Linked DNA regions of Mus musculus: all the other regions are linked to region 1. A link is a contact called in public HiChIP or PLAC-seq data. All regions are on one chromosome and are shown on one strand. Each heading gives the region's core, a stretch centred on a gene start, on an enhancer-like site or on the middle of the called end of the contact. The rest is flanking DNA. Distances are from core to core; before and after follow the strand shown. Region 1 overlaps Rad51b (RAD51 paralog B). Region 2 has its middle 34 kb from the start of 4933435C09Rik. Region 3 has its middle 4.1 kb from the start of Gm36660.

Region 1 (3,235 bases), core at 251-2,750:
AGCTCAGAGAAGCTGGGACAGGTCCTCTGAGAGAGAGGTGAATCCTCAGATGAAGCAGGACAAACTTTCTTTCTATGAAAGAATAGGGCAGGGCACAAGAGAAAGAATGTGATCATAGCAAAAGGCCTTTCAACAAACCAGCCACAGAATTTAGCATTCCAAGTGTCTTCTCACTTTTTAAATTTTAAAAAAAAATCATTTTGTTTTGCCTGAATGCATGTATCTATACGCCATTTCCATGTCTGTTGTCACATCTCCTGTTATGACAGTTACAGATGACTTTGGACCACCATGTGGGTGCTGGGAACCAAATCTGAGTCCTCTGGGAGAGCAGCCAGTACTCTTAATTTCTCAGACATCTCTCAGAATCTATCTTATCCCCTTTAACATTTACAACAACTCCAAGGCACAAGGTTTATTATCTTCATCTAACATACAAGGAAACTGAGGCTGAGAAATCTCATATACCTTGCCCAATGTGGTGGTTTGAATATGCTTGGCCCATAAGTGGCACTATTAGGAGGTATGGACTTGTTGAAGTAGGTGTGACCTTTTGGAAGAAGTGTGTCACTGTGGGGGTGGGCTTTGAAGTCCTATGTTTAACTTCTGTCCAGGGTGAGAGAATGTCCTCCTGGCTACCTGCTGAAGACAGTCTCTTCCTGGATCAAGATATAGAACTCTTAGCTCCTTCTCTTGCACCACGTCTGACTGCTATGATAATGGACTAAACCTCCGAAACTGTAGGCCAGTACCATAAATCTCACTCTATAGTTTTCTTCAATGAACTGAGCAGCTCAGGAGCAGCTGCAGAATACCCATGTCATCTACGGCTGGGAGCTCAGTAGGCTCAGGTACCTGATAGTAGGGTAAAAGAGTTACCATTGACAAGAGAGAAGTTGGAGGTACGACCTGTGGGATATAAAGTAGGGCAGTGGGGATAGCAGCAAACTTCTTCCTTAGAATCACAAGGTTCCTTCAGGTTGAGTAGTTAGTATATATATTAGAAAAACAGATGTTGTGGTCAGAAAGGGGAAAGTGCCCACATATTCAGACAAATCATGCAGGACAAAGAGGGGATTGAGGTGTGACAGATGGAGGAAAGTGTCAGAGAAGAAAAAGGTCTCAAAGATGAGGTTTTGAAAAGAAGATTAAAGAGGGTATTACAAGAGTTGTAGGGGACTCCGAAGGTACAGGGAGGAAGGAAGAGGGGAGAGAGGAGAGGAGTTGCAGAGTTGAGGTCAGCTGGTAAAGATGACCAGGAGAGGAGTACATGCTAGTTTACCCAAACAGAACATTTCCAGCACAGGAAAAACGTGGTCATCTGAGAGGCAGCGAAGACTTAGGAAGACCTGGCAACCACAGCAGGAAGTAAGACAACAGAAAACAGCAAGCATCCTCTCAAGAGTGGCTGGAGGGAAACTATCTCAGGGGACAGCCAGACCTCACATCAGGGAGAATGGTTCTGAAAGCGGCTTGCCCAAGGCCAAGCCAGGAGCCATGCCTGCTTCAATTAACATGATGCTTGTGCCGAGGAACTCTCAAACTGTGGCACACCATGTATGTTCTCCTTCACCCTGGCTCTTCTGACACCACAGTAACATAGTTGGGGAGAAATCCAAGAAAAGTATGAATTTGAGAAAGAGAGAAAAGAAATCCTTTTATACAAAAAATAAAAACAAACAAACAAACTGGGGATGGAAACTGCCACATTGACCCCAGCTGAGCAAAGTAGTTTATTTAGAATCATTTGAACAAGCAGACACCATTTAGGGAGCTAAGCAAGTTTCTGTTGCCACATCTGGCTGTGTGCTCAGCCTTCTCCACGCATCACGAAGCTCTCTGTAAACCCACGTTAAAAGGACCAGAACAACACTCCTCATTTGTTCAACATCCTCTGAAGAAAGGCAGCCCAGCCAAAGGTTAAAGTAAATACTTGGTCACCAAATCATGCTTCAAAATTGTATTTATTTACACGCAAAGGTGTTCTCTTTTCATTTTGAACACAAAGGCACAGTACAAGGTACTATGCTGAATACGATATCATTTTTGTAAACAATCCATGGTCTGCTTTGGTTTTGTCTTCTATGGCGCCGGTGACTGGACAGATGGCCCTGCACACGCTAGGCAAACATTCTGTCACAAAGCTGTATGCCCACTCTTGTTTCTTACTATAGCTCAATATATACAAAATAGATTATTTTAAATACTCTCAAGTGTACAGGTCAGTGACAGGGAACACAGTCACACGACGGTACGATCGTTACGACTCTCCAGCCCCACTACCAATGGCATACTATAAATATTAAATGTTAACAGATGCATGCCAAGAAATGCTAACAAGGGACGGTTAAGTTTGGTTTTATATCCCCACTTTTTTAGTCCTCTGTACTTCTTGATTAGTTTTTATCATAAAAATGTATTCCTGGAGTAAGTTTCTAATGTCAGATGGTTTTTAGACACTGATAGTTTGAAAACTGAGAAAGGGAAGAAGGACGAGGAGGCTTACAATCATCTTGCTTAGATTTGGACCAGAGAGTTTACATGCCATCTCAAGCTTGTCAACTTTTGTATTCGTTTTTAGAATAGAAAAAAAGACACATCAATTCCAAAACAAAAAACAAACAAACAAACAAACAAACAAACAAAAAGCCCAAAACCCTATTAGACCAAAAGAGAGATTATTGCTACATACATTATCATTGCTAAGTGTCTAGTTTTCCCTTTCTTCCTAGTTATAAGAATCCCCTAAAGACAGTATTTCCTAATTATCCTTAGTAGCTATGGACAGAGTCCCTGATAGGCAGACATGTTTTGCTCAAATGTGTGAACCTGTCAGGCTCTGTTTTTGTTCAAACAGGCCAACTCTGAGTTGGGGGGAGGAGGCACCTTCAAAGACCCTAAAGCCCACTCCTCGGGGAGAGGCTTTCCTGAGTCTCCTTCTGCCTTAAGAAGGTCTTTCTCTGTGTCTTGCTGTGTGTGTTTCCTCACCTCTAATAAATGTTTTTCTTGACAAGCTGATTCTGTCTGTCTTCTGCTGTCTACTGTGTCTAAGATTTCTCCCACCACCTTTTAATTCTTTAACTACCAGAGGAAAAATTAACCAATCCAGACCCCTAAATGGCAACAGATTGTTGTATGATCATGTGACAGATTTTAGCAAAAAAAAAAAAAAAGTGCTGTGTAAAATTTCAAAGAAAATTCTGAAAGGCAGGAGGCACACTCTTATCCCTCTCTT
Region 2 (2,961 bases), core at 422-2,921, 550 kb before region 1:
GTCACTGCAGGCTCCCTGGAGCTTATTCCTATAAGGATTAATGAGTCTGAAGGGGGATCTTATAAAGTCCTGTCTCTTGAGAAGGCAGAGCCTCCCAAGCCCCTATGTGGGCATGTGCACTGTCCGCAGACATAAAAGGCTAGAACTCAGACCTTGCTATTGCAGCCCTCTGGTCTTACTAGGGACCTCCTGCCTGCTCTGTCCATCTCTCTTCATTGCAAAAGCTTCACTATTACCAATGTTTATAACTCTACTGAGGATCCCAAACCCAGATTCCCACCTTGATGTAGGAATTCCCTCTGCCCACCTGCATCCCTGTTCAGGGCCCTGACCAGTAATGTCTGCCAGGATGGTAGGGGAGGGGCATTTTCCAGGTTGAGGGTTTTCTCTGGGTCTGTTAGGGCCTGGAGACGCAGGGAAGCTTGCAATCCCAGGCCTGGGGGAGGGCAGGTAATATGAACTCCCAAGAGAAAGGGATCTGGGGCAGAGGAGAGAGGGAGGGGAGAAGGCTGGCTTTCCAGCATGTTCTCTATACCCTGGTATCGAGAGGCACTCCATCCTTCATTCCTCTGGCGCTACTGCTCCTGCATAGCTGTGCTGACTCACAGTGGACATCAAGGTTCACAAGTGACTGTTCCCAGCGCTGGGGCAACTTCCAAACTGGGTCATGGTAACCAATGGTAACCGGAAGAATAGCCTATAGAGTCTGAGTGTCCCCATAGCTCTCTCTACAGACAGAGTAAGTAAATTTTACCAAGAAGGGAAACTGAGGCTCAGAGAGGCTGAGAGGTTGCCTGAGTCTGCATACGCAATAAGCGCTGCTGCGGCCAGTTGTCAAACCCTGAAGGTCAAACCTCAGAGTCACAATCTTGATGCAGAGAGGGGCCCCGACAGACACTCAGTGACTATTTCCTGTCTTCAGCAGCTTTGGTCAGTGGCGGGGAATCAGAAAGGCACTTGCCCAGACTCTCCCAGCCCTCACGTTGGACAGCCTCAAGTTAATGTGGACAGTTGTGCCTGACTGTCAAGCAAGCCAGTCTGAGCTGGATTCCATACTTTACTTGCTGAACAATCCAAGCCTACTGCTCTCTGAACAGCCCTGGCCAGGAAGAGACCACCCCTGGATCCGGAGTCCGGCGCATGGCAGGGGGAGTAGGAAGAGCTGAGGAGGGAGTGTGGGGCCCCAGAGTTCCAGCGGTGGGTTTCCCTGCTTCAGGCTTGCCCTGGCCAATGGTCTTGCTTTCAGGCTTCTCTGTGCTCTGAGCACATCTAAACATTTGGAGAAAAACAAGAAAGTGAACAATAGGCGCTTGTGGGCTGGAGAACAGGGCTGACTTCCCCCTGGGACCCGGGCGCTGTTCGTAAGCTGCCCCAGCTGCACTCTCACGGTTGGGATGTCACTGGGGCCTGGCTGAATTACAGCCTTGTCCTCCATGGGGCCTGCTACCAACTCCTTTCATACCCGGGGAATGCAAATGTTGGTAGGGGGATCTGGAGCTGTGTAGAGACAGAAAGCTTGCTTTCCTGCCTGGAATTTGGGAAATCAGACAAAAGAACACACACACATACACATACCCCTATTTGGCATGGAAGCTCTGCCAAGCCATGCCCTGACAGTTGTGTCCTAACCAGAGAAGTTTGCCCCACAGGAAAAAAACCAAAACCCCAGCTCTCTATCAAGTGGACTCTGGGCACAGCCCCAAGAAGCTCAGAGTCCACAGGACCTAGAGACAGAATTCCTAATGTGTGCCAGAGCAGTTTCACCAGGAGGTGGTAGCAAAAGTACCCCCATTAGTTATAGCACTGAGGGAGGTGGGCCAAAGGTGCTCTTCTGAGCTGGCTCCTCTGAGGTTTTTAAGACTGTTGCTTCTCACCATTACAGCCTAAGCCACAGGGAATGAGAATGTAGTCAAAGTATCAAGATTAGAACAGAGAAGAACAAAACAGAGCCCAGACCCCCTCTCAGCTAGGGCTGACCAGTGGTATCATTCATACCCAGTAAGTAGGGCTAAGTTTCCCTGTCAAGAGTTCCTCACCTTTGTTCCCAGGACTGGAGGCGGCTTTGAGCAGTGTCCCGTCTGGGTGGCATCCCTGGAACAGGTCTCAGGCCCTGGTGTTTTTGAAGTAGCTGCCCAGACATCCCATCATAGGCTCAGGAGGGTGAATAGCCCTTCTACTCACCCCTCCCACTCCCCAACAATGTTCTGGATCTGAGAGCACTTCTGGGTTGTTTGTGCCCAAGGACAGGAGGAATTTGGCAAGAAGTCTGTGGTTGGAGGACAGTGCATTTACTTTGTGAAAGGATGAGTGAAGGACCATTCGGGGAAGTAGGGAGCACTGTTGTCAGAGTTGGGACTGGAGAGATTAGAATGGGTCAGAGGACTCCTATGAAGGACATGAGTAACAAAATGGGGGGTTCAGAACAAATGGGTTGACCTCTGGAGAGCAAAGGCAAGGCTTTAGTGTCTAAGAACTTCAAAATGGCTGTTAGGTCCCGCTAGATATGTGGTTCCTCCTCTTTCCTGCCCTAAATAGTTTTGGAGACAGAATCGTCTTTTTTTTTTTTTGAACTTTTATGAGTGTCTGTTTGTCTGTCTATATGTATGCACATCACAGGAGTCCCTGTGGAGGGCAGGAGGACTCTTGGGAATTGGTGTTATGAACAGCTGTAAGCTACCACGGGGTAGCTTACCCAAGCCAGGTCCTTTGCAAGAGCAGCAGTGTTCTTAACTTGAGCCACTGCTCCAACAGTGAGACAGTGTTTTTATGCAGCCCAGGCTGACCTCAAATTCTCATTCTCCTCCGTCTGTCTCCAGAGTGCTGAGATTAATGGACTACATTATCACCATACCTGCTCTTAGTCTACTTGTTGGTCACCTGGGACTGTGAAACCTTCGTAGTCTCTGCACTTCTCCTGCACTTCTCTGCACTGTTCCTTTCAGCACATTAACATGAGGCTTT
Region 3 (3,138 bases), core at 311-2,810, 670 kb before region 1:
AGTTTGGGCAGCCACAGGGTTGATAGGGCCATCGCCACCTGTTGTCCATCTCCAGGAAAGAATCAGAGCAGGGAGAATGGCAACTTGCATCTGTCTGCTGGGTAGCAGAAAGCACACTGCAGGAGCTATGCCTTTCTGTTTACCTTTCAAATTCGTGCAGAGAACTCATTTATAGCAGCTGCTTCCAGACACAGTCCAGATCATCCAGAGATGGGTCAGTCCCCTCGGGCAGGTAGTGGGGCTGTTCGATGAAATTTAACTCTCATTATCTGAAAGGCTCACTGGGTATCTCCCATATGCCCCCACAACAACGGGCTTTGCTGTTGCTTCGCTCACAGAACTCTTAGGTAATTTTTCTCTCGCTTGCCTCGGCTAGATTACCCTCTTCTGGAAGCGCCTGGAGGAATATCAGCAACCACCTGCTGGGCGACAGGAGTGGGGCTCAGATGAGGTGGAGGCAAGGGAAATGCTTTGCATACCAGCTTTGTACAGGCTGGGAGGGGCTGCCCAGGACAGTGCCTGTACCTTTGTGAGCACTATTGTCACCAGGTCTCACTGTGGTTCTTCATATGCACACTCACTTATGATTCGGGCAACAGCCTCGTTTTAGAGATGGCCAAGACCTGAAGCACAGAGTGGTTAGGAAATTTGCCCAATATGGCTCAGCTGGTTCCAGCACCCGGCTAGAGGACATGGGCATTATCCCATTAGTTTTACAACAGCCTTAAGAAGTAATTGGTTCTTTATTGTATTGGCTCATGAGAGCAGATTGCTAAATGTCCAGGTATTTTGTGAGTCAACCATTATTAAGTGTGAACTCACACAAATGTGAACTCATACAATTAATCAGATCAATTATACTAAAAGCAAATGTAATAACTCCCCCAAGCTCATCCATTCCTGACTCTTTCTCACTGTCCGAGTGCAAAGCAAAGTAGTTGCTACTTTGGATTAAAAAAAAAATCCTTTTTTTTTTCTGTTGGGTGGGAAGAGACTGCCTCAGCCGGAAGCCACTTCTTCCGGCCATTCTCCAGGGCAGATCACGGTAGGAAACAGCCACCCAGGCCTCCAGGAAGAAAAACACCCGCTTCCCATGCTCCCAGAACAGCAATAGAAAGTTCTGTGCTTGGGCTTTGAGACCCCTATCTGGGTCCCAGAAGAACTGGGCTTCTCTGGTGGAATGGTGGGTAGGAAAAGTGTGTGTGTGTGTGTGTGTGTGTGTGTGTGTGTGTGTGTGTAAGAGAGAGAGAGAGAGAGAGAGAGAGAGAGAGAGAGAGAGAGAAAATGGTCTTTGTAGCCCCGGACCCAGAGGGTTTCCCGTGTTACTTGTACTCTGAGATTTTGGAGGCAGCTGATCTAGAAGAATTCATGGTTTTGGGTACCAGATAGACCTGAGTTAATCTCGTGGCCCTCTCTGCCTTCTGTAAAATAGGTGACCTTGGTCAAGGCATCTCACTTCTCTGAGCCTTAAATTTTTCATCTGTAGAATTGGAGACCTTCTGAAGGGAGCTGTGGCATAAAAACCAGCCAAGCAGAAAGCATGCAAAACATCAAGCCGAACTAGTAAAGACCAACAGCAATTGTGTCTGAGTGGCTGTGCTAGGCTAGGAGGATTCTTCTATGGATGGACAATAGTCCAATATCCAGGTACCAATGCAGAGGGGCACTGACTATGGATGTGCTGTGCTGAGATAGCTGTAGATGGACAGCCTAGACATACAGGAGATGATCCTAACTTGTCTTGTTCAGGAATTGAATGAATAAATGTCTCCCAAAACCTACTTGCACCTATGGGATACAGAAGAAACAGAGGAAACCTTGATTAGTGGAAGGAGTGAGGCCCCAGGAGGAGCCCTTTTGGGAGGTTGGTTGGAGACCTTCTCAAGGGAGAGCTCCCTGGGGGATCCCAGTTCTTCACTTTGTTTCAGTAAAGTGGAGAAAGAAGTAGCTGCATGCAGTTGGCCTCAGGCACCACAAAGGTGCTCTGTGTTCCCTCATCTTTGCTGCAGAGGACTGACTGTATTTATCTGCCATTGCTCAGACCTAGGTAGAGTTAAAATCTTCTTAGGTGAGTATCGTTGACTTTCCTGGTTGAAGGGACAATTCCACGAAGGGTCTGAAGCTAGTGTAAGACCAACAAGCCAGAGAACAAGGCTCTCCTCAAACCACTGCCCTTGGAGGCTGGGATCCAGTAGGCAATCAGGCCCTTCTGGCCCTCCTGGTAGCAGGCTTCTCTCCAGTGGTCCTGGAGTCAGGAGCCTCTCTGGCAGACATGTCTACTATGTGAATTGAAGAAGTCTAAGGTTGTGTCAGGAATGGTATTGTACTGGTGTTTAGGGGACCAGGGCTCTTGGCAGATTGTCATTGCACTTTACCAAAAGTCACCTTGTCTCCCAATCCATCAGTCAATCAACGACATATGTACAATGATAATGTTACTCAGCTGTGTTCAATAGTATCGAAAGGGGTCCTGATTTTTAAAAAAAAAAAATTTAAAAATTTTTCCCATATTTTTTTCTATTAGATATTTTCTTCATTTACATTTCAAATGCTATCCTAAAAGTCCCCTATGCCCTCCCCCCACCCTGCTCCCCTACCCACTCACTCCTATTTCTTGGCCCTGGGGTTCCCCTATACTGGGGCATATAAAGTTTGCTAGACCAAGGGGCCTCTCTTCCAAATGATGGCTGACTAGGCCATCTTTTGCTACATATGCAGCTAAAGACATGAGCTCTGGGGGTACTGATTAGTTCATATTGTTGTTCCACCTACAGGGTTGCAGACCCCTTCAGCTCTTGGGTACTTTCTCTAGCTCCTATATTGGGAGCCCTGTGTTCCATTCTATGGGGTCCTGATTTTAATCTTAGCAGAGGTAAAACGAGCGGATAAAATGCCAGGTTCCTGTCACAGGGTGAAGTCATTCACAGAATGACTTCCCTTCTCTGCACTTCTCCCACTGTTGTCTCCATGGCCCAATCATTCCTCAGTAGAAGCCAAAGAGAAATAAACAGAAAGAAGATCAATTTTCCTGGGCCACATCTAGCCAACAAACATGAACTCAAGATGTGCTCTGGTGACAAAAAGGTTATTTTCCAACAATATTTTAAGTCGTTATGAGCTGGCAACAGTTCAAAGGTT

The links. HiChIP or PLAC-seq counts read pairs in DNA pulled down with a chosen protein or histone mark.
Region 2: an H3K27ac HiChIP or PLAC-seq map of large pre-B cells shows a contact between it and region 1, with 3 times the contacts expected there. The contact joins two enhancer-like sites. A contact is called at or near these places in 1 of 484 Hi-C or Micro-C datasets (bone marrow-derived macrophages) and 1 of 115 datasets of contacts at active chromatin or transcription factors (large pre-B cells).
Region 3: an H3K27ac HiChIP or PLAC-seq map of large pre-B cells shows a contact between it and region 1, with 5 times the contacts expected there. The contact joins two enhancer-like sites. A contact is called at or near these places in 2 of 115 datasets of contacts at active chromatin or transcription factors (cardiomyocytes and large pre-B cells) and 1 of 9 other capture datasets (embryonic stem cells).

What each region holds. Positions count from the first base shown.
Region 1 is chr12:79,422,361-79,425,595 of GRCm38.p6, reverse strand. The region is part of intron 7 of Rad51b (RAD51 paralog B); the gene reads right to left. Among named protein-coding and RNA genes, the nearest start is that of Rad51b, 130 kb to the right of the region's middle. Within about 2 kb of position 1,500, at least 13 of the 459 cell types and tissues checked have an H3K27ac peak or open chromatin away from gene starts, as enhancers often do.
Region 2 is chr12:79,968,786-79,971,746 of GRCm38.p6, reverse strand. No RefSeq gene overlaps it. Among named protein-coding and RNA genes, the nearest start is that of 4933435C09Rik, 34 kb to the right of the region's middle. RefSeq lists an enhancer at 1-2,961. Within about 2 kb of position 1,671, at least 130 of the 459 cell types and tissues checked have an H3K27ac peak or open chromatin away from gene starts, as enhancers often do.
Region 3 is chr12:80,088,618-80,091,755 of GRCm38.p6, reverse strand. No RefSeq gene overlaps it. Among named protein-coding and RNA genes, the nearest start is that of Gm36660, 4.1 kb to the right of the region's middle. Within about 2 kb of position 1,560, at least 25 of the 459 cell types and tissues checked have an H3K27ac peak or open chromatin away from gene starts, as enhancers often do.